Regions from separate parts of the Sus scrofa genome. Here region 2 is linked to region 1. Evidence: chromatin contacts called from public Hi-C data. All regions are on one chromosome and are shown on one strand. Each heading gives the region's core, a stretch centred on a gene start, on an enhancer-like site or on the middle of the called end of the contact. The rest is flanking DNA. Distances are from core to core; before and after follow the strand shown.

Region 1 (6,667 bases), core at 3,794-6,293:
AGACCCAGTCTCCGTGAACTTCAGACAGAGCTTTAAATAACCTTGAAAAACACAGTGAGAAAGCCATTCCTTTTTGAGTTCTCCTGATTACTGTCAAGGAGAGAAGCTCAGCTGGGTGCCAGAATATTTTTAATGCCTAACTCTTTACTACGCTTTCTTTTTAACAGAGAAAAGCTGGCCCCAGGCTCAGAAAACTGCACTGGCAACAGCATCCAATTAGAAGATAAGTATTTTTATTTGGTTTTCACTGTGTCTTTTATGGCTTGTTTTTTTCTTTGTGTGGCAGATGGAACAGATTTTCTCTTTATAGTGATCACAGATGAAACTTTTACTTTTTTGAAATAAATATACACGTATTCTTTCTTAGCTAATGTAATTGGCACCGGAGTTTTATTTATTTTATTTATTTTTCTTTTCAGGGCCACAGCTGTGGCATATGGAAGTTCCTGGGCGAGGGGTAAAATCAGAGCTGCAGCTGCCAGCCTATACCACAGCCACAGCAACGTGGGATCCTAAACCCACTGAGCGAGCCCAGGGATTGAACCCACATCCTTGTGGATACTCATCGGGTTCCTAACCCGGTGAGCCACAATGGGAACTCCAGCACCTGAGTTTTAAAGAGCAAGCAACATGGGTTTGGAGAATGAGGGATTTCTTTGAAAATGTGTCTAAATCTCTTTGTCCCTGATTCCAGAAGAGATTCAGATGTGGGCAGAGACCTGTATTTATATAAACAGAGTCAGCCATGATTTAAGGCCTGATTTTATGGAAAGAATAGCTCAGATGGTCTATGGAGTTGGCAAAAGTTGTGAAGACACTAAAAGAACGGCCAACCCATCCACACAGAGTACACCGGCTCTTGGCACAGTGAAAGCTACAGGAAGAGCACGTGCCCCCCGTTTCTGAGTCAACCTCCAGGGTCCTGGAAGGCCTCAGTTTACCCACTTGATCCTTTTACCCATCTCAACTTTATCCCTGGATCCCCCTCATTCCTGTCCATCTACTTCCCAGGAGACCTTCTGGCAAAATTTCTTCATGGAATGTTCCAGAACCTGAACTGTTCAATACAGTAGCCTCTAGCCACACAACACTTTTTTTTTTTTTTTTTTTGCTTTTTAGGGCCACACCTGCGGCATATGGAAGTTCCAAGGCTAAGAGTCTAATCACAGCTACAGCTGCTGGCCTACACCACAGTCACAGCAACTTGGGATCTGAGCCACATCTGTGACCTACACCCCAGCTCACAGCAACACCAGATCCTTAACCCACTGAGGGAGGCCAGGGACCCAACCTGCCTCCTCATGGATACCAGCGGATTCATTTCCACTAAGCCACGTCGGGACCTCCTCACACAGCACTCTTTATATTCAAATATATAGAAAGTTAAGTACAATCAGGAGTTCCTTTGTGGCACAGCGGGTTAAGGATCCAATGTTGTCCCTGCAGTGACTCGGTTGCTGCTGTGGCACAGATTCGATCCCCGGCCCAGGGAACTTCCACATGCCGCAGGCATGACCAAAAAAAATATAAAGACAAAAATTAAGTACAATTAAAAATTCAGCTCCTCGGTGGCTGTGGCCACAGGTCAAGTGATCAGGAGCCACACGTGGCCAGTGCTGCCATACTAGATATAGAACATTTTCACCACCACAGAAAGTTCTGGTGGGTGGCACTGGAACTTTCCACCCTTCTCTGCAAGGCTCATCTCCTACTCCTCTTTCTTTCTCTGTGGCCACCAAAACTGAAATCGTTCCCGATAAAATCAGCAATGACCCGCGAGTCCTCAAATACAAGGGCCTCTCTTCAGGTCTCATCTGACTCTGACAAAGTGGCCCGGGTCACAGTTAAAGGGCTCTGATTCTAGAAAGCACTTTCCTTGGCAGAGCGCACCCGTTCCCCTGGCCACCCTGTCTCTGCCTCATCTGTGGCTTTCTCTTCTTCTGCGCCTCCCTGGGCGTAGTGTTCCCCAGAGTCAGAATCACTTGTCTTCCCTTCGTGGGGCTTAAACTCAGGGCCCCTGGAGGACCAGGCAGGTAACTTAAGGATAAGAGGCATCAGGTGGAGAATACAAGAGGCTGGAGGCTGTGGTGACTTGAGGCAGCATGTTAGTCTTTTGTTTTTTGGTTTTCTTTGTCTTTTTAGGGCTGTACCCGCGGCTTATGGAGGTTCCCAGGCTAGGGGTCACATTGGAGCTGTAGCCGCCGGCCTACGCCACAGCCACGCACCAAGCTGCGTCTGACCACCACAGCTCACAGCAACGCCGGATCCCTAACCCACTGAGTGAGGCCAGAGATCGAACCCGAGTCCTCATGGATGCTAGTGGGGATCACTAGCCGCTGAGCCATAATGGGAACTCCCTAGCATGTTAGTCTTGAGACATTCAGAGACAAGTTTTTAGAAATCTCTTCCAGGCCAAAAAAAAAAAAAAAAAAAAAAAAATCCACCATAGAATTGCCAGTTTGCTGGCTCCTCTGACTTTACATGTTCTTAGCCCAGCACACACACCCAGTGACGTCTCACCTCCTTCCCCAGGTTCCAACTACAGCTAGGACTTCTCAAGTCTTGGATGGAAGTCCCAGATTTTCCTGAGGCCCTGACCAGGTCTGCGACACTGCTGGCTCCCCCGGTGCCCCCCCACCCACGAAATCCCACTCTGAGCTCAGTGACATTTCCCAAACCTGCTCATCCCCCTGGGTCCCCATCTCAGGGACAATGCCACGGTCTCCCAAGCTCCAGACCTGATGTCTGGGGTATCGCCCTCCCCTCTCCCCTCACTCCCCAAATCCATGGGTCCCCAAGCTCCTGCCCCCGGAATCCTCGCCCCATCATCCCCTCCTGTGTCCCCATAGCCCTGGCCTGCCTCAGGTCTCTTCTCCTCCCGCCTACCCTTGCCCAGCCTCTTCTCCAGCTTCCCGAACTTCTAGTCATCCCAGGAGGTCTTTCCACACCCAGAGCTGACCCTGCCCCTCCCATAATTTCCCGGAACACCAGGACAGGGTCCCAGCCCCTTGGGGTAGCATTTGAGGTCTTGCGACCTCTGGCCCCACCCTCCTCCTCGGTCTCCTTTCTCAGATGCTCCTTGCACCCTGAACTTTGCCCCACTGGCAAACCACGTGGCAATGTCAATAGGGGGCAGCTTATACTGCTGTTCCCACCCCTTCCAAGAGCCTCTCTTCAGCCCGCTTTCAACTGTCAAACTTTTTTCTTTTTTTTTGCTTTTTAGGGCCACACCTGTGGCATACAGAAATTCCCAGGCGAGGGGTTGAATTATTGAATTAGAGCTGCAGCTGGTGGCCTACATCACAGCCACAGCCTCACCAGATCCAAGCCAAGTCTGCAACCTACACGGCAGCTTGGGGCAATGCCAGATCCCTCACCCACGGAGTGAGACCAGGGATCGAACCCACATCCTCATGGATACTAGTCGGGCTCATTTCCACTGAGCCACAAAGGGAACTTCTCAAACTCCAACTTTGTCACCTTTAAATGTCACCTCACTGCCCTCCCCTCCAGGAGCCATTGGTGACACCCCAAGGGCCTCCGCAGCCTCAGCCAGATGCCTCCTCTTGGCTCCCACCAGGCACAGTGGCATGTCTTTGGCAGCTCCCATCCTCTCGCCTTAGAATCCTCTTCCTCCCACCAAAGCAGAGGTTCCTAAACTTTCTGGACCACACTTCCATCTGCAAAAGGTTTTTGAGCACTCACCCCTAAATAATATGTCTATTTATACATAATTCAAGCCATCCTGCACTAATAAATTCATAATAATACGCATACCAAGTTAGGAATGTTGGTATTTCCCACACCCCAAAGATCATCTTGAGGACACCAGGAAGCCGGAAACCCCTTGAGAAAACATTGCTGAAGGCCAGGAGTCCCTAAGGGTGGCCACCGCCCAGCCACGGAGCACCAGCCCAGAGCCTGCACACACTAGGTAACTGCTACCTTCCTGGAGGAACCAGAGCTATTTTCCAGTGCTTACCATGTGCTGGGCACGTTCGGAAGTATCACAAGCATTAACTTGTTTAATTCGCGCAAGAATTCCAGCAGGTAGAGCCAGAGCCTGTTTTTATGCCCAGATGACGGATGAGGCCCAGAGAGGTGAAACGTTTTGCCCAAAGCCACACAGCACGTGTCCCAGCCGAGATTAGAACCCTAGCAGGGCCTGTGCTCTTGAAAATCATGCCCCCTTGGACGTGCGGAGTGAGGGTTTCTTGGAGGAGTGGACGAATGAATGAAACAGCGACAGTCGAGAGAGAAAAACAGAGAAAGTGACACCAGGAGGCGGAGACACACGGGAGAGACACGAGGAAGGAAAGAAACGGAACCCAGCCCTGGGGCTTTAACACGGACCCTGAGCGTGAGAAGGATTAGTTGGATGTGTTTGCAGAAGGACCGAAGCCCTCCCCGAGGGAGAGAGCCACCAGGGAACGCCCTTGGGAGTGTCTGCGGGGACAGGACTGGGGGAGGGGAGGAGCCGAAGGGCGGGGTCTGAGGTGGGCGGGGTGGACATCTGGGGTCGGTCCCCGGGTGGGCTCCTCACCCCGGATCTGTGGGGTCAACGATGAAAGTTGTGCACGTCTTCTTCTTGAAGATCTTGGGGATATAGCTCTGGGGACAAGAACAAGGGGTGAAGGGGAACCAGTTCAGTCCTAAGGGACACAGAGTGACTCACCCGCGCCCCAGCCTAGACCTAGGAGTCCAGGACCCCAGCGCCCGCCTCCCCCAAACTCAGGAGACTCGATTCCCCCCAGCCCCCATCTGTCCCCAAGGACCCAGGCGTCCGAGGCCCCAGCAGCCCCCTTCTTTGACCCAAGAATCTGGGTCTCCAGCGCCCTCCTCTCCGGGAACCAGGGGTCCCGGCCCCCAGCTCCCTGTTCCCTCAGACCCGGGGTCCGGCCGCTGTACCTGCTCCTTCTCCGCACCCACCATGCTGCTGCAGCCTCTGCAAACTATCCGACTCCCTGCATTCCCTCAACCAACCCGGGCTCTAGACGCGCCCGGGACAAACCGGATCCACTACGTCCCAGCCCAGCCTGGGCGGGGCCAGGTCTAGGGGGCGGGGAATCTCGGAGACGCGCAGAGCGGGAGGCGGGGCAAAGGGTCTGAGGGACCGGCAGGCGAGACCCGGGGAGAGGGGGCCGGGGACCCGGGGTGGGGGACAGGGACTCAGAGAGGAAATGCCAGTGATGAGGGAGAGGGCACACAAAAAGGGGATGGGATGGGGACACGAAGCCTTAGGTTGGGACAGGGAATCAGAAAGGGGGGACAGAGATTGGCGAGGGGCTACATCGACCCAAAGCGAGGGGGGGGTGCTTGGAAGGAAGTTGGCGGGGGCGGGGTGGGGGCGCGGCGGAGACACTCAGACTGAGAGGGAGAGACAGAAGCCTGAGAGTGAGAAGGGGACAGAATCCTGGGGAGGGGGACAGGGACTCCAAGAGAGCGGGTGAAGAAACAAGAACTGAGAGAAGGGAACCCACAGAGAAGGCTGGGAACCCAAAGAGCGAGGGGTGAGGACAGCAGTGATAGGATGAGGGGGAGGTACTGATACACAGGCAGGGCCCCCATGTCTCCTGCTAGCTCTCCAGGGACAGGGACAGCTGCAGCCTCCTGAGTAACCTGAGCCCCCTGCACACACACACCCCCTGCTGTATTTATAGCCCTGGCCTGGCCCCATCCCCTGCCCCCAGATCTGAGTTCCAGGGACAGGAGGTCATGGGTACGCACGCTGGAGCACAATTCCTCTCACCCCTGTCCAGGGCTTCCCTGTGGGCATCCACCATCTCAGCAAAGTCGCCCGTTCTGGCCGGAAACTCCCCATAATCTAACCCCCAATCCTTCCTTGGCAGGGGTCTCTCCCCTCAAATACACCCTTCCCGCTCCCCTCCTCCCATGGCCCGGGCTCCCCCCAAATTGGCCCACTGAAAATTTGACACCATTTTTGCAGCTGCCAAACCGGAACTTGTCGGCATTCAAAATCAAGTCCCTTGGCCCCCTCTCCTGGCCAAAGAGAGACCCCTTCTCTCACCCCCTCCCCAGCTGAGAGGAGAAAGAGCCGGAGGGGAGGGGCAGGCCGGGCCTAACCCAGAATAACTCCGGGCCGAAAGTAAATTTAGCCACAGAGAGGGGAGGGGAGAGACCCTATTGGCTGGGGAGCGGGAGGGAGGGGCGGAGGGGGTCAGGGGGTTCTGGAGATTGTCTCAGAGGGGTGTCTGGAGCCTGGCAGTGAGGGCCAGAGGGCAGAGACAGAGAGAGACACAGCAAAGGAAAGACACAGGGAGAAAGAAAGAGAAGGACCCCAAAGGGACAGGGACCCCAGTATTCATCGACATAGCCTCAGCCACAGCGGGAGCCAGCCCAGGGAGAAGCTCTGCTGCTGGTCTGTCCCCATGGGCCACCCTGGGCCATGGTTGCAGGCGTCTCTCCTCTGGGCTGCTGTGGCCAGCCTGCTCCTCCCCCCTGCTATGACCCAGCAGCTGAGAGGGGCTGGGCTGGGCCCCAGCAACTTGAACAACAACGCAGGCATCCCCGGGCCCACAGAGGACGCATCAGGCAAGTTCGGTCACTCCGGGCATAGCCATAGAAGCCATGGGGATGAGAACAGCGATGTCTCCACGGAGAGTGGGCATCATTTCTGGGCCTCTGGAGACCACGGAGAAGAGGAAGA
Region 2 (6,595 bases), core at 1,414-3,913, 89 kb before region 1:
AGTGCCTTTAAATAACCTCAGGGCCTGAGATGTTCATATTCCATTGTTCACCTAGTAAATCATCCTTCAAGTCTCAGTTTCAGTGTTACTTCCTCAGACAACTCTTCTTGTAACAGAGAAGAACAAGCCTGACTCCATACTGGATCTATTCCTTTAGCTCTAAACCTTGTACTCTGTTGAATGTGCTTAGTCATGCTGGCTCTGCGCTTTTGTAAAACAATGTTGTCCACAGCCTGAAGTATACAGGATAACCCATTCTCAAGGCCCTGACTTTTAAAAGTACAACACTCCTCTATTTCATATAGAGAGAAAAGGTTGTAAAACAGAAAAGAACAACCATCTTGCTGGAGGTTAACGGGAATATTATGATCAGACCTACAGGGAGAGCTTGCAAGAACCAAGAAGTCAGCAACAACCAGCCACAGCCCCTCACCTGTTAGTATAAAAGAAGTCTGATTTCCAACTGGGGTAAGATGGTTCTTTGGGACACTAGCCCACCACTTTCTCCATCTGCTGGCTTTCTGCTATTCCTTGCCCCCAAAACTCGTCTCTAGATTTATTGGCCTGTTGTGTGGTGAGAAATACGAGCTTGGACCAGTGACACTCTCTCTAAATGAGGTCTCTGTGTTGAAGGATTGAATAATTTCCCCAGATCGTGATGTATTCTTTCAGCCCCTGGACATTTTCCTTTCTAGCTCTTTGTTCAGTCATAATGATCTAAGCCTGTGGTTCTCAAAATGTGGCCTGGGGACCACTGGTGGTTCCTGAGACACTTTCAGGGGTTCATGAGGTGAAAATTATTTTCATAATCCCATTAATATGTTATTTGTCTTTTTACTGTCACTTTCTCCTGTGTATACAGTGATGTTTGATGTTGTGACAGCACAAGCTTTTTTTTTTTTTTTTTTTTTTTTTGTCTCTTTAGGGTGAGACCTGCAGCATATGGAGGTTTCCAGGCTAGGGGTTGAACCAGAGGTGAAGCTGCCAGCCTACACCACAGCCACACCAACACAGGATCCTTAACCCACTGAGCTGAGGCCAGGGATGGAATCTGCATTCTCATGGATACTAGTCAGACTCTCTTCCACTGAGCCACGAGGGGAACTCCAGCACAAGGTATTTTGACAAGCCCCCTGCAGAAGCAGATATGAGAATCAAACTGTCTTTTATTAAGCCAGGCATTAAAGAGATTCACAAAGATATAAAATAGTTTCACTAAGTTATTTTTTGGGTGAAATTATAGCTATTAAAAATGTTATTTATGGAGTTCCCATCACAGCTCAGTGGTTAAGGAATCCGCCTAGGAAGCATGAGGTTGCGGGTTCGATACCTTGCCTTGCTCAGCAGGTTAAGGATCCAGCGCTGCCATGAGCTGTGTTACAGGTCGCAGACTCGGCTTGGATCTGGTGTTGCTGGGGCTCTGCATAGGCCGGTGGCTACAACTCCCATTAGACCCTGAGCCTGGGAACCTCCATATGCCGTGGGTGTGGCCTTAGAGAAAGGCAAAAAAAAAAAAAAAAAGAGTTATTTATGCCTGAGTTTCTGTCCTGGCACAGCAGAAATGAATCTGACTAGGAACCATGAGGTTGCAGGTTTGATCCCTGGCCTTGCTCAGTGACTTAAGGATCTGGCGTTGCTGTGGCTGTGGTGTAGGCCAGCAGCTATAGCTCTGATTAGACCCCTAGCCTGGGAACCTCCATATGCTGCGGGTGCGGCCCCAAAAAGACAAAAGACAAAAAAATAAATAAACAAAAATAAAAATTTTATAAAATGTTATTTATGTTAACAAAATGGATTTTTGATAATATATATTTTGGAAATTTCCCAGTTTTCATGGCACAGATATGACTCATATAAACACAATCCACATAAATTTAACCCACATAATTTGATTGGGGTTGTTCTTTTTTTTCCCTTTTTTTTAGGTCCACACCTGCACCAGTTGGAAGTCCTCAGGCTAGGGGTCAAATTGGAGCTTTAGCTGCCAGACAATGCCACAGCCACACCAAGGCCAGATCTGAGCCAGTCTGTGACCTACATCACAGCTCACAGCAACTGCGGGATCCTTAACCCACTGAGCAGGGCCAGGGATCCAACCTGCATCCTCATGGATACTACTTGGTTTCCTCACTGCTGAACCACAATGAGAACTCCCAGGTCCTTCATTTTTAAGGGACTAAAAATAGTCCTGAGACCAAAAGTTTGAGAGCCACTGACCTAAGTAAATCTTTGGGCTTTCTGACTCTCTGCAAGCCCAGCAGATAGTGTAATGCTCTGAAGGCAAGGTCCCCGTCTGTCTTGTTCATATTTAAGGTTTGACTAGCGGTATGGGAGCCTTAAGTAAGTGTCAAAGCTTTGAAGGCAAGAAGGAATGAATGGGAAGAACAAGCCTCCCACCTCAGACTCACCTCCACATTGCTTGGGGGAATCAGAAGCTAACCCGACGCTCCACACCAGGTACTCCTCTGAGAGACGGGGGAAGCGGATTGGGCACGCGGTCGAAAAGGAAAAGAGAGGGAAGGTGCGAGCATGTGCAGACGGAGGACGTGCGTGCTGGAGGGTGTGCGCGTGTGCGCGCCTGCGCAGTAGGGTAGGCGTAGGTGTTAGGGAGGGTGGAGCTACGGACTCTGGTTAGAGGGCTCGCGAGAGGACCAGCGGCGCATGCGCAGAGAAACGCAGGAAAGGCGGCACCTGCGGCCGAGCGAGGAGCGTCGCGCGTTCAGGCCTGAGGAGACCTGAAAGGGCCGGAAATGGTTGCTAGCCTTCTCAGTTGAGCCTTCTTCACCTTCATTATCGCCTGACTGACCAGACTGGAGACCCCAGGCTTCGAGGCTACGGTGAAGGTGACTTGGTTCCCAAGGGTTCCCTGAAACTTGGGGTGTGTGAGTTTGGGCCCTGGACTTGGCAAGGGATAACTTTTAGGCCGCAAGACGGAGCCTCCCAGACGCTCTCCTTGGCGTCGGCCCCTTGGCTCACTTGATCTCACCCTGAGTCAGTTCCAAGGCTCAACCTTCAGGGGAGTCGCCTTCGGTCCCTGCCCAGTTGGGGATTCCCATTGGTTCAGGCTGCCAAGCGGTGGAGATCGGGTCCAGCCCTGTCTCTGGCCTGTGAGGGACAAGCAGTTACGGCCTGCGCCTTGAGGATGCACCAGGGACCCTCCTTTCAGTTTTGGAGTTGGCGGGTCCAGGAAGGAGGTAAACTGAGAGGCACGGGGCCTTTCCGGAGCCCCCCCTACCCCCCCAGCGCTCCCCAGAGGGAAGGATGCTGGAGGGTGTCACACAGTCAGCCACCCTCAGGGCGTCTCCAGCCTGCGAGGAAGGGTTTACCAGGGGACCAAGGGGGTTTTAAGTGTTACAAGTGGCCAGTTTGCAGGATCTCTTTGCTAAAACTCAGTTCTTTCCCTGGGTCAAATTTACTGATTTACCAGAAAACTCGTTTTAAGGATACACTTAAATACGTTTTTAAAAATTGAAATATAGGCGTTCCCATTGTGGCTCAGCGATTAAGGAGCCCTGCTAGGATCCATGAGGACACAGGTTGCCTCGCTCAGTGGGTTAAAGAGGCCTGCGTTGCCGTGAGCTGTGGTGTAGGTCGAAGATGCGGCTCGGATCTGGCGTGGCTGTGGCTGTGGTGTAGGCCGGCGGCTACAGCTCCAGTTGGACCCCTAGCCTGGGAACCTCCCTATGCCGCAGATACAGCCATAACAAGACAAAATAATAATAATAAATAAATAAATAGGAGTTCCTGTCATGGCTCAGCAGTTTATGAACCTGACATAGTATCCATGAGGACGGGGTTCCATCCCTGGCCTCGCTCAGTGGGTTAAGGATCCGGCATTGCCGCGAGCTGTGGTGTAGGTCCCAGATGTGGCTTGGATCTGGCGTAGCTGTGGCTGTGGAGTCGGCCGGCAGCTACAGCTCCGATTTGACCCCTAGCCTGGGAACCTCTATGTGCCGTGGGTGCGGCCCTAAAGAGTCAAAAAGACTACACATACAAACAAATGAATAGATAAATAAATTTAGATAAAAACCCAGTTTAAAAAATTGAAGTATAGTTGATTTACAATGTTGTGTTAATTTCTGCTCTACAGCAGAGGAATTCAGTTATATATATATATTCAGTTTATCTATATGTATATATTTTTTTCATATTCTTTTTCATTATGGTTTAGCACAGGATATTGAATAGAATTCCCTGTGCTATACAGTAGGACCTTGAAAGGAGTCCCTTTTTGAATATGTTCAAGAAAGATTGATATATTTTTCATGAGTACCGCCCCCCCCCCTTTTAAAGTGGAAGGGCGGTGTCAGGGTCATTGTTAACATGAATGATGGGAATCAGAAGTACTTATTATTTTGAGTTATGGTTCATTTCAGCTGCTGGCAAACCACCTAGTAGTAGTGAAGATTTGTGTTTCTTAGGTAAGCTGCCAACTCTTAGATAAATGTCCCCAGCTTTCTCAACTTGGTTAACTTTTGAATGAATTGAATTAAGATTTGGGGTTTCTTCCAAAGCCCAAAGGAAAGAATTCATTATGGACACACTTTAGAGTTTATCTTATTTGATTTTGTGTTGATTATCTGAGGCTCTCTGTTGCTTTCTCTTTAGCTTTTGTGACAGCATTTCCTTCTGGCATTTCTCCTTATTCTTGAGCCATTTCTTCTCTTTTTCTTTATATTTTATTTTTAACATTCTAAATCATGAAATATGCATCCACAAAAGTGCATAGAACATATAAACAGAGTTTTAAATGAATAATTATAAAGCTTATATCTACATAACTGCCAACAGATTGAGAACTAGAATATTACCATGACTCTGGAAGATCATCTCAAATTGTCATTTCATAATCAAATACCTCTTTTTCTCTTTTAGAGATAGCTTCTAGTCTGACTTTTGTGGTAATAATTTCTTTGAATTTCTTTATACTTTTACTATGTCTATATGCATCCTTAAATTATTAGTTTAATTTTGCTTCTGTTTTGAACTTAGAAATATGACTTATTGTCTCTGGAATATTTTATGTTGTGCTTTTGTTCAACATTGTGCATTTTTACTGTTGAGTGTAGCTGCAGTTCCTTTATTTTCTTCATATATGCGTAGTATTCTTTTGTTTGAATAGTCTATGATTTATTCATTTTACTCTTGAGGGGCATTTGCATTTTTCAACTTTATGACAATTATGAATACTGTTGTGGGGAACATTCTCTCTCTTTTTTTTTTTTTTTCTGTAGCTGCACGCACGGCATATGGAAGCTCCCTGGGCAGGGATTGAATCTGAGCCACAGATGCAAACTACACCACAGCTGCGGCAGTGCTGGATCCTTTAACCCATTACTTCAGGGCCAAGAATTGAACCTATGCTTCCTGAGCTGCTGCAGTCTGGTTCTTAACCCACTGTGCCACAGCGGGAACTCCACTGAGAATGTTCTTGTGAGAAGTAGAAAAATGTTTAGTTGGTAAAGAGCTCTTTATGGAATCAGACTATGTTAAATCCTGACTCTGCCACTCATGGGCAGTGTAACCTTGAGAAAGTTGTGTAGTTTCTTTGTGTTTCAGTTCTTTCACTTTTGTAAAGTGGAGATAATTATAGTATTTACCTCGTAGCGTTGTTGTGAAGAGTAATGTAATATAAAAATGTGAAGCATTTAGAACAGTGCTTGACACAAAGCAAGCACAATGTGTTAATTATTGTTATTATTACTATATTCTGTTGCACAAGTGAAAAAGTTTCTCTGGGGAATATACCTAATATTGGGAGTTGTTGGGCCATAGGGTATGTATGCATTCGATTTTACTACTAAGTTGTTCTCCAAGTAGTTTTAACAATTTATACTAACATTGAGGATAATTCTTATTTGCTCTGCAGCTCATCAATATCTGGTATTATTTGACTTTTCCATTTTTTACCAATCAGATTGTTATGCAGTGGTATTTCTTTTTTTTTTTTTTCCTTTTTTTTTTGACAAAGAAGGAAAAAATAGCTTTATTGCTTTGCCAGGCAAAGGAGGCCACAGCAGGCTAATGCCCTAAAGACCGTATCCTCATTGTAATTTTAATTGCCTTTCACTGATTATTAATGACATAATATTTGTATTATGGAATTTTATATTGATTTGAATAATTTAACTCCATGATGCATGTCATAATTGTTTAAATATTATAAAATATTTGTGAAGTGCCGCTCAAGCCTCTTGCCCATTTTCCTATTGGGTTATCTGTCTCTTTTTTTTTTTTTTTTTTGGCTTTTCTCTTTTTAGGGCCACACTAGCAGCAGCATATGGAGATTCCCAGGCTAGGGGTCTAATTTGAGCTGCAGCTGCCTGCCTACACCAGAGCCACAACAACACGGGATCTGATCTGTGTCTGCGACCTACACCACACCTCATGGCAACGCTGGAACTTAACCCACTGAGTGAGGCCAGGGATTGAACCTGCAACCTCATGGTTCCTAGTTGGATTCGTTTCCATGGAGCCACGATGGGAACTCCTGTCTTTTTCTTTCTGATTTGTACATGTACTTTATACTTTTTGAATATTAGTCATTTGTTGTCATGTAGGTTGCAGATATCTTCTCCCACTCTATGGTTTTTCT

What was found. A called contact is a pair of places that touch in the nucleus more often than the background predicts.
Region 2: a Hi-C map of epiblast stem cells shows a contact between it and region 1, with 1.9 times the contacts expected there. The contact joins the promoter of LOC110261362 here to the promoter of TRPM4 in region 1. A contact is called at or near these places in 2 of 47 Hi-C or Micro-C datasets (embryonic fibroblasts and epiblast stem cells).

What each region holds. Positions count from the first base shown.
Region 1 is chr6:54,341,150-54,347,816 of Sscrofa11.1, reverse strand. It overlaps TRPM4 (transient receptor potential cation channel subfamily M member 4), which reads right to left and starts at 5,043. Exons shown (of 24, transcript XM_021094712.1): 1 at 4,909-5,043; 2 at 4,544-4,611. The coding sequence starts at 4,932. HRC (sarcoplasmic reticulum histidine-rich calcium-binding protein) reads left to right here and starts at 6,179. Exons shown (of 6, transcript XM_003127287.5): 1 at 6,179-6,667. The coding sequence starts at 6,390.
Region 2 is chr6:54,427,356-54,433,950 of Sscrofa11.1, reverse strand. LOC110261362 (orphan sodium- and chloride-dependent neurotransmitter transporter NTT5-like) reads left to right here and starts at 2,663. Exons shown (of 12, transcript XM_021097558.1): 1 at 2,663-2,843. CD37 (leukocyte antigen CD37) reads right to left here and starts at 2,538. Exons shown (of 8, transcript XM_021094728.1): 1 at 2,409-2,538.